Linked DNA regions of Mus musculus: region 1 is linked to region 2. Evidence: chromatin contacts called from public Hi-C data. All regions are on one chromosome and are shown on one strand. The core of a region is the stretch at or near the end of the contact, and the rest is flanking DNA. Distances in the headings are between cores, read along the strand shown.

The links. Hi-C and Micro-C count contacts between places; a contact is called where the count stands out from the background.
Region 1: a contact with region 2 is called in a Hi-C map of cortical neurons, with 4 times the contacts expected there. The contact joins the promoter of Runx1t1 here to the enhancer-like site in region 2. A contact is called at or near these places in 2 of 39 promoter capture datasets (embryonic stem cells and stem cell-derived epiblast-like cells), 1 of 484 Hi-C or Micro-C datasets (cortical neurons), 1 of 115 datasets of contacts at active chromatin or transcription factors (embryonic basal ganglia) and 1 of 9 other capture datasets (liver).

The regions. Positions count from the first base shown.
Region 1 is chr4:13,782,012-13,786,628 of GRCm38.p6, forward strand. It overlaps Runx1t1 (RUNX1 translocation partner 1), which reads left to right and starts at 2,771. Exons shown (of 11, transcript NM_009822.3): 1 at 2,771-3,130. The coding sequence starts at 3,124.
Region 2 is chr4:13,597,883-13,602,651 of GRCm38.p6, forward strand. No RefSeq gene overlaps it. Among named protein-coding and RNA genes, the nearest start is that of Gm36488, 13 kb to the left of the region's middle. Within about 2 kb of position 2,084, at least 18 of the 459 cell types and tissues checked have an H3K27ac peak or open chromatin away from gene starts, as enhancers often do. A contact at or near this core is called in cortical neurons and embryonic basal ganglia, where this site is marked.

The DNA of each region.
Region 1 (4,617 bases), core at 1,521-4,020, 180 kb after region 2:
GTGTGGTGCTGTTCTACTGTGGAATTGGCACAGAACTGCTGTGCTTTGATGAAGAAGAACCCAGAGTTATCGCCCCAAACCTACTGATTTTTTTTAATGCGTCTAACATTTCATTATTGGCTAAATTCGTTGATTTGCAAAGTAATGATTTAGACAAATGTCTTTCTAAAACTGCCCTTTAAAAAGTAGACTTTCCACTAAGTTAAAAGTCAGGTATTGCTGCACCTTTTTAGAAAAAGCACTTCAGTGGTCATTAAAGTGTTCTGGGTTGTTCTGAATGTATTTTAATTTTATAAAGTCTGTATTGATGGGGACACAGGGCAGGGCTCTGTACTGGAGCAAACTTTCCTAGTACACACTCCGTTTCTCGTTGTTTGCCTATGTAACTGCATTAATCATGCTATTGATTGTCTATTTTTATTATACAGTTTGGATGTTAGAGATCTTGGCTCTTTGTACTCATTTTATTAAAGGGAAAGTTATTTCTGCCTAAGTAACTGTATCTATACATGTCCAGGTTTCCCAGTTCAGGGAGAGATGCCAAATGGGGCTGCAGCTTTGCCTGTCTCTAGGTGAAAGCAAGGGACAGACTCCTTGAGAAAACGCTGAACCAGCCTCAGATGCATGCTCAGCCAGGCCCTTTTTGCAATCAGACTTGAAGGTGAGAATCTCCGGGGATCCAGGTTTTGTTGACGTGGATCAATTTAAAGTGGCAATTACTGTAGTCAGATAACAGCTTAAAAAGCCTTTTTACACATAGAAAAGATACATAATCACACAGCATATGGAAGTTCAATTTTCTGAGCTGTAGTTTCAGGCCTTGGAGTGTACCGATATTAAGACCCAGTTTTGAAACCAGATATCATCCAGTTTTCTTGACGTGTATTGCATTTTGTCATATGACTTTCTATTTTAGAAGTGATTCACCGTGCATATTGATGAAAGGTTGGGTGCCCCACTGTGAAAATGTTTTCTTTCTTCCATAGGTATAGTATTAAAGAAAAAAAAAATTGGTGTGTAGCATTGAATGGCTTTTCAAAACTACTCCTTAAAAAAATGGAAGTCTTCAGATTTAGGATTCTGGATTCCATAAAGGCCCTTATGCCAGCACTTAATTGGTGATCACACTCATGCATGCTATAACAATTTCTGTCACAAGAATGTTTGAGCTTGCTGCTTAACAGAACTGAAATCCATTACACAGAACCTCATTACAAGTGACACCCAACTAAGATGAACAAAAAGATTGCCCTCATAAATAGAGTGTAGTATACTATTCTTGACAGAACAGAGTAATCACTATGAATTGTCGTCTTTTTACAAGTTGTCTCTGACAGAGATGGATTTTTGAGGGGTTCACTGGCTGAAGCAGCCCTTCTCAGGTTCAGCGTTCAGGGGCTGTAGAAGTTCTTACTGATCGATGCTGTTTATCAAAGATGATATATTTTTCGTTTGTGCAAGGTGTGTGTTGTGTGCATGTGCTCTGAAGCCCTCTCAGGCGAAGGGACAGGGAGGCAGTGGGTAGAGGTCAAAATCACTGCCTGTTTTCAGATGGGGTCTGTTAGTAGTTCTTGAAGGCAGCAAGGAGGGGAGAAAAATCAACCTGATGAAAGCTTATGGAAAATGTCGAATAAGCAAAGGACACATGGACCACTGCCAGAATAGCAAGAGTTAAAGGGGCCGGTCCCTCTTCATGGTCACTGAGCTGGCTGGCTGGTCAGTCCTGAGTAGAATTGTTTAGTAGAATTGTGTGTGTCTAGTGGATTGGCTGTACACTGGAAAGGTAGAGAGCCCAAGGGCTTGACCACCATGTGAGCCCTGTTGTTAAAACAAACAATCAAACACAGACCCAGAGAAGAGTTCCCAAGTGTTAAATTGTGAAGAAGAGTTTTAGAAGAGAATAATGTTTTCCTTCTGCCTGGCATCTTTGTGTGTTTAGAAACAGGCGGGCAAGGCAGGCAGGCAGGCAGGCTTGTGTTTCTCCTATGAGGCAAGGATGTTTTACAAAGGACTGAAGACACACTGCTGGGAAGGAAATAGGCAGCTTTAGATAAAGCACTGTAACAAAGGCTCCCAGTTTTATATATCATGGTGTCCATTAAAGCTTAATAGGGAAGAGTCCATTGAACCAGGCTGGGTATGTGTTATTCACAGTCAGGAGAAACATTTAAGGGTGTCTCCCCCCCCAGCCCCCCTTGCACCCCCCCCCCCAGCACCCCTTCCCAAAAAGGCATGATTGTTTAGCTTTTGAAAAGGCATTACAATGAAGAGTTTGTTTTTGTCTCCTGTGGATCTCTATGTAAAGTAGAGGAAAGTAAGCTGAAAGTGTTTGGAGCAAATCAACCTGGGAGCCCAGTGGATTGAAAGCACTGTAGTGAACTAAAAACGGTTAGATTCTGCCTCAGAAAAAAAGTGTTCTGTTTGACCCACGCTACTGGGAAGCTGGAAGTGTTCTGCTCATACTTTGTGCTGGGCGATGAACTGGCACAGCCCGGTCTTACAAGAGGTTTTTAGGTTGTTTGGGGTTTCCAGATCAATAAAAAAAGCTTTGTGGTCTGTGCCCTTGTTTGTTTTAAACCAAACTTCCCAGTAATGCCTGTTAAAATTAGAAGATGAAGGACAGCTTTCAGTGTGAGTTGGGGTCAGGTCAACATTGCCATCTTTTGGCAAAATAAGGGTTAACTTGGAGCTGGGAAGGGGTGGTGATAGTGAATGAATTATTCAGCATTTAGCTTATCTTTCTGCATTTCACTTTCTGCTTTTTGGTGCTCTGGAACTGGGGCAGGAGGAAGAGTGGAGAAAGGGAGACAGGAGTTGTGATACTTTGTACACACGTCCCTGTCATTGTTCTGCCTGAAGAGACAGGGCTGGGTTCAAGGCCACATGTGTTCCTGTCATCCTGCACATTTCTGCTCCAAGTGCAATCCGGAGTGTCAGCTCTCCATCTGTCTCTGCCTGGCAGGCGCACGCGCCCAGCACCCTGCCTCGGGCCATGCCGCCCCAGCCCCTCTGATGGCCCTCCTCTCCACCGCCCCGCACATTCCAGAACAGGAGGCATGAGCCCGCATCGCGCTCCCTCTTAACACAGAGTTGCTTTCAGTGTGTTACACGCTGGATTCCGGGATGCCTGGTGAGTGAGTCCTCTTTTCTTGCAAGGAAGGAAGCTTTACTTTCTGTAACGCGTGGAAAATGCCGACTGCACCACGACTGCTGTACTGGATGAGGGCAGGGAGAGGCTGTGGGGTGATAGAGGTGTGATTGGGAGGTGACACAAAGAAAGCTGGATTTAGGGGTGTAGGATATGGGGAGATACTCCTTTGAAACTGAGGGGAAGGAAGCCGTGGATGTTTGCCTGAGCAGTTTACACAGGGGATTAGCTCCACTGAGAAGTGTTTTCTGTTCTGGGTCTCTGGACTATCATCTGTACTTCTTTGCTGGTTATTTGCCTGTGGAGAGAGTTTTTAGATTATGGTAGAATTCTTGGAGAACGTCTTTGAAGAGCTGTTTATGTCAAAGAAAATGAAGGCAGCTTTGGCACTAGAAGGAATTTCTCGCTCTAAATCATAGTCCTTAGATGTTATCATGTAAGTAATTGAAATCGGGTCATTTAGAAGAAGTATGCTGAATTAGTGACATTCCTGTGTCCCTGGAAATTTAGTGTATGACAATTCTCCAGAAAAATATTATCTTTGGAAACTGAAGTGTTTCTGTGATTGCTGCCAGGGAAAACTGTGTTTGTGAAGCCTGCTGCAGGAGAAGGGCTGTCTCTGCTGCTCTCCAGAACTCTCTAAATTGTCCTGTGCCGAATGCAGAGCAGATAAAGGCAGGGCACACAGAGATCCTCCAGCTGGCTGGCGCATGCAGATTATTTGGGTAGGGCAGGCAGAAGAGGCCGTGCTTGGTCAGAGTTTGCACACCTCCCAGATGGTGTTTTGAAACATTATCTGCCAGCTTTCTGAAACCACAGTTGTGTGTAGGTATCGCCAGTTGTTTGAAGAGTGTTTTCCCTTTAGGATACGTCTTGGAGTCTGCTCTCCTCGTTATTGATATGTGTGCAGAAAGGACAAGTTTGCCCAGGATTGCACTTCCGTTGCTGTTGTTCAGGGGACTAGCAATGCATAGAAGCTGAAATATGGGGAAATTCAATTACCAAAAAAGATAATAACTGAGGTCTTAGAAAGGTCATTTTAACTCTTTAAGCTCTCAGCTTGATTTATATGCAATATGTAACTGAGGAAGAAATGTGCCCTTATTATATAATATAGAACTGGTGAAGAAGTGCTTGTATTTTATTTGTTTGTTTGTTGTTGTTGTTGTTGTTGTTGTTGTTTTACAAGGCCATTGGAGCACAGTTTCATGGAAATTTATAAAAATTCATAGGTTCTTTGTTTTTATGCTCTTAATAGATGAGTATTACATGGTCTGGCAGCACCCACCAGAGTCTGTGATATTTTGGTAAAATAGAACCAAATCTGCTTGTCAGTGACAAAGGGGGAGGGGTACTAGTTAGGACCTCTTCTCCTGATTCCTCACATGACTTTTAAAGAAAGCTCCAAAGCACTGAATTGTACTTAAGGCTTTGCCATTGGAAGTTGGCTTTAGTGTTAAGTTGTTAAT
Region 2 (4,769 bases), core at 834-3,333:
TATTATACATTCAATTCCCTTACAAAACTTATAATGTTGTTGAAGGCCTTGACATACTATGAAAAAATATTTTTAATGTATTTAATTTAGTATGTCTCAAATACTGAGAATATATAAATGCATAACAGTCCAAATTAACCATGAAATCAAAACCAGACTACTTTGTAGTCTACACACATTGATTTTTTTATATCATAAACAAAACAGCACTATTTAAAGGAATTTTCACACCCCTCAAAACTTTAACTTAATAACCATTTGTCTTATATATTTTTAAAACTTCATCACAATTCTAGGTCTTTATTTAGATCACTTGTATATATATATATATATATATATATATATATATACATACATATATATATATAATTCAAACGTATCTTAATTCATGAATTAAGATATTAATTCATGATGTTTCCCCTTTAGTTAAATTGTCCAAAACTTTGAGAAGTGGATTCTGTCAATTGTGCCCAGCAGGTGCCTCACCTAAAGGCAGAATGGACAGATGAAGAGAAGAAACGATGAAGGGAAAGAGAAAAGGAGAGATAAATGACAGACGGAAGGTGGAAAGGAGCAGCCCATGGGCTCCCAGCTGCTCTAAAGGAATCCTAAGAACTCATAATAAATTACCCACATGCCATTTGAACTGAGAACCAACAAATCCTGTCATGTAGACTGATGAATAGAGACAGTGACTAAAGAATTAAAATGTTCAAATAAGGAGGTTATCTGTTCCTTTCCCAACTCTTCATTACCAGGGTCAATGTCTTAACACAGTAACTCCACAAAGGCTGAGCTTTTAAATATATCACTTACACTAGAGGTCCCACTAACTTTGGATTATAAAATGCATAATCTCTATCTCCAAAATACCTTTGTCCAGCAATCAAAAGCAAACAAACAAAGAAAGGAGATATTCTCAGTAGACATTTCTACTATATTCAGATGCCCAGGGACAATTCTTGTGTCTTGCTTTCAGCACTATGCGGGCTTTTCTGGTTGGAGCACAGTCACTACAGGGCAAGGGCCTTAACAGAGATTCTCAAATTTTCTGACAATTTGCTCCCAGGAGCAAACAAACTTTCCTTTCAGTGTGACAGAAGACATCAGTGTTAAGGAAATATTTGGGTGAAACGTTTCACCCATTTGGCTATAGAAAAATAGTTACCCACAAGCACACACATCAATTTATGCTTTGGGAGACGTTTATCTGACACAGGTTAAGTCAGAGGAAGTCAGTGAGCGAAAGGACATACATTTGAATGGCAAATACAGACTGCACATCATCTTGTTGAGATTTTCTCATAAGAATAGCAATTTTCAAGTGCTACAGTAGCCCCCTTTACAGGGGGAAAAAAAAGACATGTACTTTGCAAACTTTGCATGTTAATTTTACAATCTTTCTGAGGCATGAAGCAAAATCTGCATTCGAGTGTCGAATTTAAGATTGTAAGAAAGGAAAGTAACAGAGAGAGATTCTTATCATTCCAACTTCTTTTTGAAAGGTTACATTTCTAGAGCATTGTCCTCCCCAAACAACAAGATAGTACAAAATATTTAAAATAGTACAACTTAGCTAACGGAGAGAAGCAAGAGGAATGCAGCTGAGAATTCTGTGACCCAAAAGGTGGCAGAGAGTGACAAAAAAAAATCATCCATAGTGTATTAGTTATGAGTTAAGCCCCCTTAACTGATTTATTTTGCCACTTTTTTGTTCAAGTAACCTATTTAAAAATGCATCCCTACACAGAGCACCCCTATTATTAATAGTCAATGCACAGTTCAACCTGTCAAGTTTTCCCAGCCTCACTTTTGCAGGGCTTTTTTTTTTTTTAAGGAAAAAATTTAAAAAGCAAAGGCATTTCGCAGGGCACCCGCTGCCAGACACCCAGCATTTATCTTATCTCACTTGATGACTTTCCTTTTATCCTGAAATGATTTGACAATGACTCTATGATTTCCTGTACAAATTACCCTTTGAAAGTGGCGGTGGCGCTTGGCAGCGATCTTCACTTAATTACTGAGTGGATTATTAGCATACGGCTCCCCCCCTCTTCATTTCTTTATATCTTCTAGATTGCGTTGACAGTTCCCTTTCATTGCCTGCTTTAACTCACTGAATACTAAACATTATGCAGATTGCAGCTGAGAAGTGCCCAGGCTACTCCAAAGCCCTAGTCTGTACCAAGACCTTTTTGATGGAAAGTAATTTACAGGTCAGAAATCAATAGTGAGTCTGGAAAGTGCATCTGTGGGTTCTCTGAATTTAGATTGGGGTTGAGGTGGATCAGAGCACTAATGTTCAAAAGTGAATATCCCTTCTCAATTTTTCCATTTAAAAAAAAAAACTACAATAAAACAATTAGTTTTGTTGCTTCCTTTAATAGCCTCTCTCCGTCTTTAAATAGTCTAAGATAGTGAGCTTCTATTTTCTTTTCAGCTCCTTATGTTGCCACCCAAGTTGATGGGAGGGGGTTAATGAGTCCCTGTTTTCAGAAATGATCCTTCTTCAGTCCATCAAGCTAGGGGGCTAGTAAGTTGACCTCCTTGGTCTGTGCAGAGTGTGATTGTTTGCTGAGGTAAAACAAATGTGAGTGATAAATTGCAAAGCTCTCTCCAGCATGCTCAGAAGGAGCCTTCTTTCTCGTCTGTCTTGGCTCCCATCTTTTGGCAGAAATTTGCACATATGTCAGACATTCTCTCTCCAGATCTTTATGCTCTCCTCCCCCCAACTGCATGCAAAAGCATCGTCCACATTTCTTAGGCTGTAGTAGGGACATGAACCCCCTTCCCATCTCAACCTTATGGTATGGTTTAGAGTTGGTTTTTTTTGTTTGTTTGTTTTGTTTTGTTTTGTTTTCCATCTCTTTTTGGGAGGAGAATACAATACATGAGTAATCTCGGGGCTTGGTAGAAGTGACACCAAAGCTATAGGAGTCAGCACGGTGGGGGAGAACAGCTGGGTGCTGACTATGTCATCTCCATTCCAGGACTATCAACCACCAGCTTTATTCTTCTAGTGTTACATCTGCTATGAAATTTGGGTCTTCCAGGTGGCAGCCCAACATGCTGTCCAGTGCGATCAGGCCATTTAAATGCTTTGAGCTAATGCTGCAGATCCATTTTCTAAACAAGTTAGCAGATACCATATGCAGCAATTAAAGTTTTATTGAGTGGTGCCTGCTTACCATACTGAATTTGGATTGGCTACCATCTGTCGGAAAGCCTGTGGTACCATCCCCATTGCTTGAGAGAGCATTTGTAAGGATAGAAGATTTTTCTCAACTTCAGAAGAAGCTACTCAGATTTTTTTTTAACACGCAAACCTACAAAAGTAGGATTTTCTCAAATTAAGAGAACCAGACCTCTAGATGTTAGCACAGAATGTGCTATTAAACATAATGTCCAGGAGTGTGGAGTCTTGTAACATCTGCCCTGATTTGTTTTTAATATATTGTTCCCTCCACAATTCTCAGAAACACTTTCCATAGATAACACAGTAAACCCAAATTAGAATTAGGCAAAAATATAAGCACTGTTTCTGTCAACATTAACATAGTATCCTTCTTGTATAATAATAATAATAATAATAATAATAATAATAATAATAAGAAGAAGAAGAAGAAGAAGAAGAAGAAAGTTATCTAAAACTCTGGTAACTGAAGCTAGAGGAAGATAAAGCTATGTAATACCAATTGCCTGGACAAACAAGTTTGAATAAAGCATTTATTACATGTAAATAATGTTTGAATACTCAAGGTGTGATGTATACTAATATGTTGTTAATACATGAGGGGTTCTCAGACAACAGACAACAGATCCTTTGTGAAGGATCAAAGGGAAAGACATATTATACAAGTGGTTCTCAACCTTCCAGTGCTGCAACACCTTAATACAGTTCCTCGTGTTGTGGTGACGCCCAACCATAAAATTATTTTCGTTGCTACTTCATAATTGTAATTTTACTACTGTTTTGGATTGTAATGCAAATAAATATGGGTGTTTTCCAATGACCTTTGGGTGTCACAACCCACAGGTTGAGAAGCACTGAATTATAGTCAAACCCAAAGCCCTATTAGAATTATGAGAGAAGAAAGAATCCATTATTAGTAGTATAGAACATGCTGGTATTTTGTGCACCCCTTTCTTTAAGAGAAAAAGGCATGTGATCTTGCTTCTTTTAGTTCTAATTTAAGAATTTCTAGGCTAAATGTTTAACTTTCAAGAACATTTAGAATAAGACATCAATCCAGTTTCATTCTGTTGGCTCCCTTAGAATATCCAGCAGCATTCACTGGGGTTTTCTTACGCGTTAGGTATTACGGGGCACTGTCAAATTCATGTAAATAACAAGTCCACAGAATGTAAAATCAAGGTCAGAAAACCTCAGAACTCTTCCTCCATGACTAGCAAAGACACTCATTTATGCAACTCCTTTTCTGACCTCCTCCCCCTCTCTATGCAGTAGTTTATCTGTCTTGTTATTGCACAAGTCTTGTCCGTGCAATCAAAGCTTGTGTGAATTTGTGTGAAATAGCCATGTCATGCACAGAAAACACTGCGATCATTTACTGCCCCAGCTTGTGCAATTTATCTGCCTCGTCTCCTTAAGCCTTGGGAGGAAAAAGTTGAATATGCTTTCATCCCTTATTCTCTGCAATTGACCAACTGAGGGTCTCTGTGTAAAATTGCCACCTACTGCAAAAAAGAAGACTCACTGATAAAGTTGAGAGATTTACTTCTCTATAAGTGTAGCAATAAGCCATTAG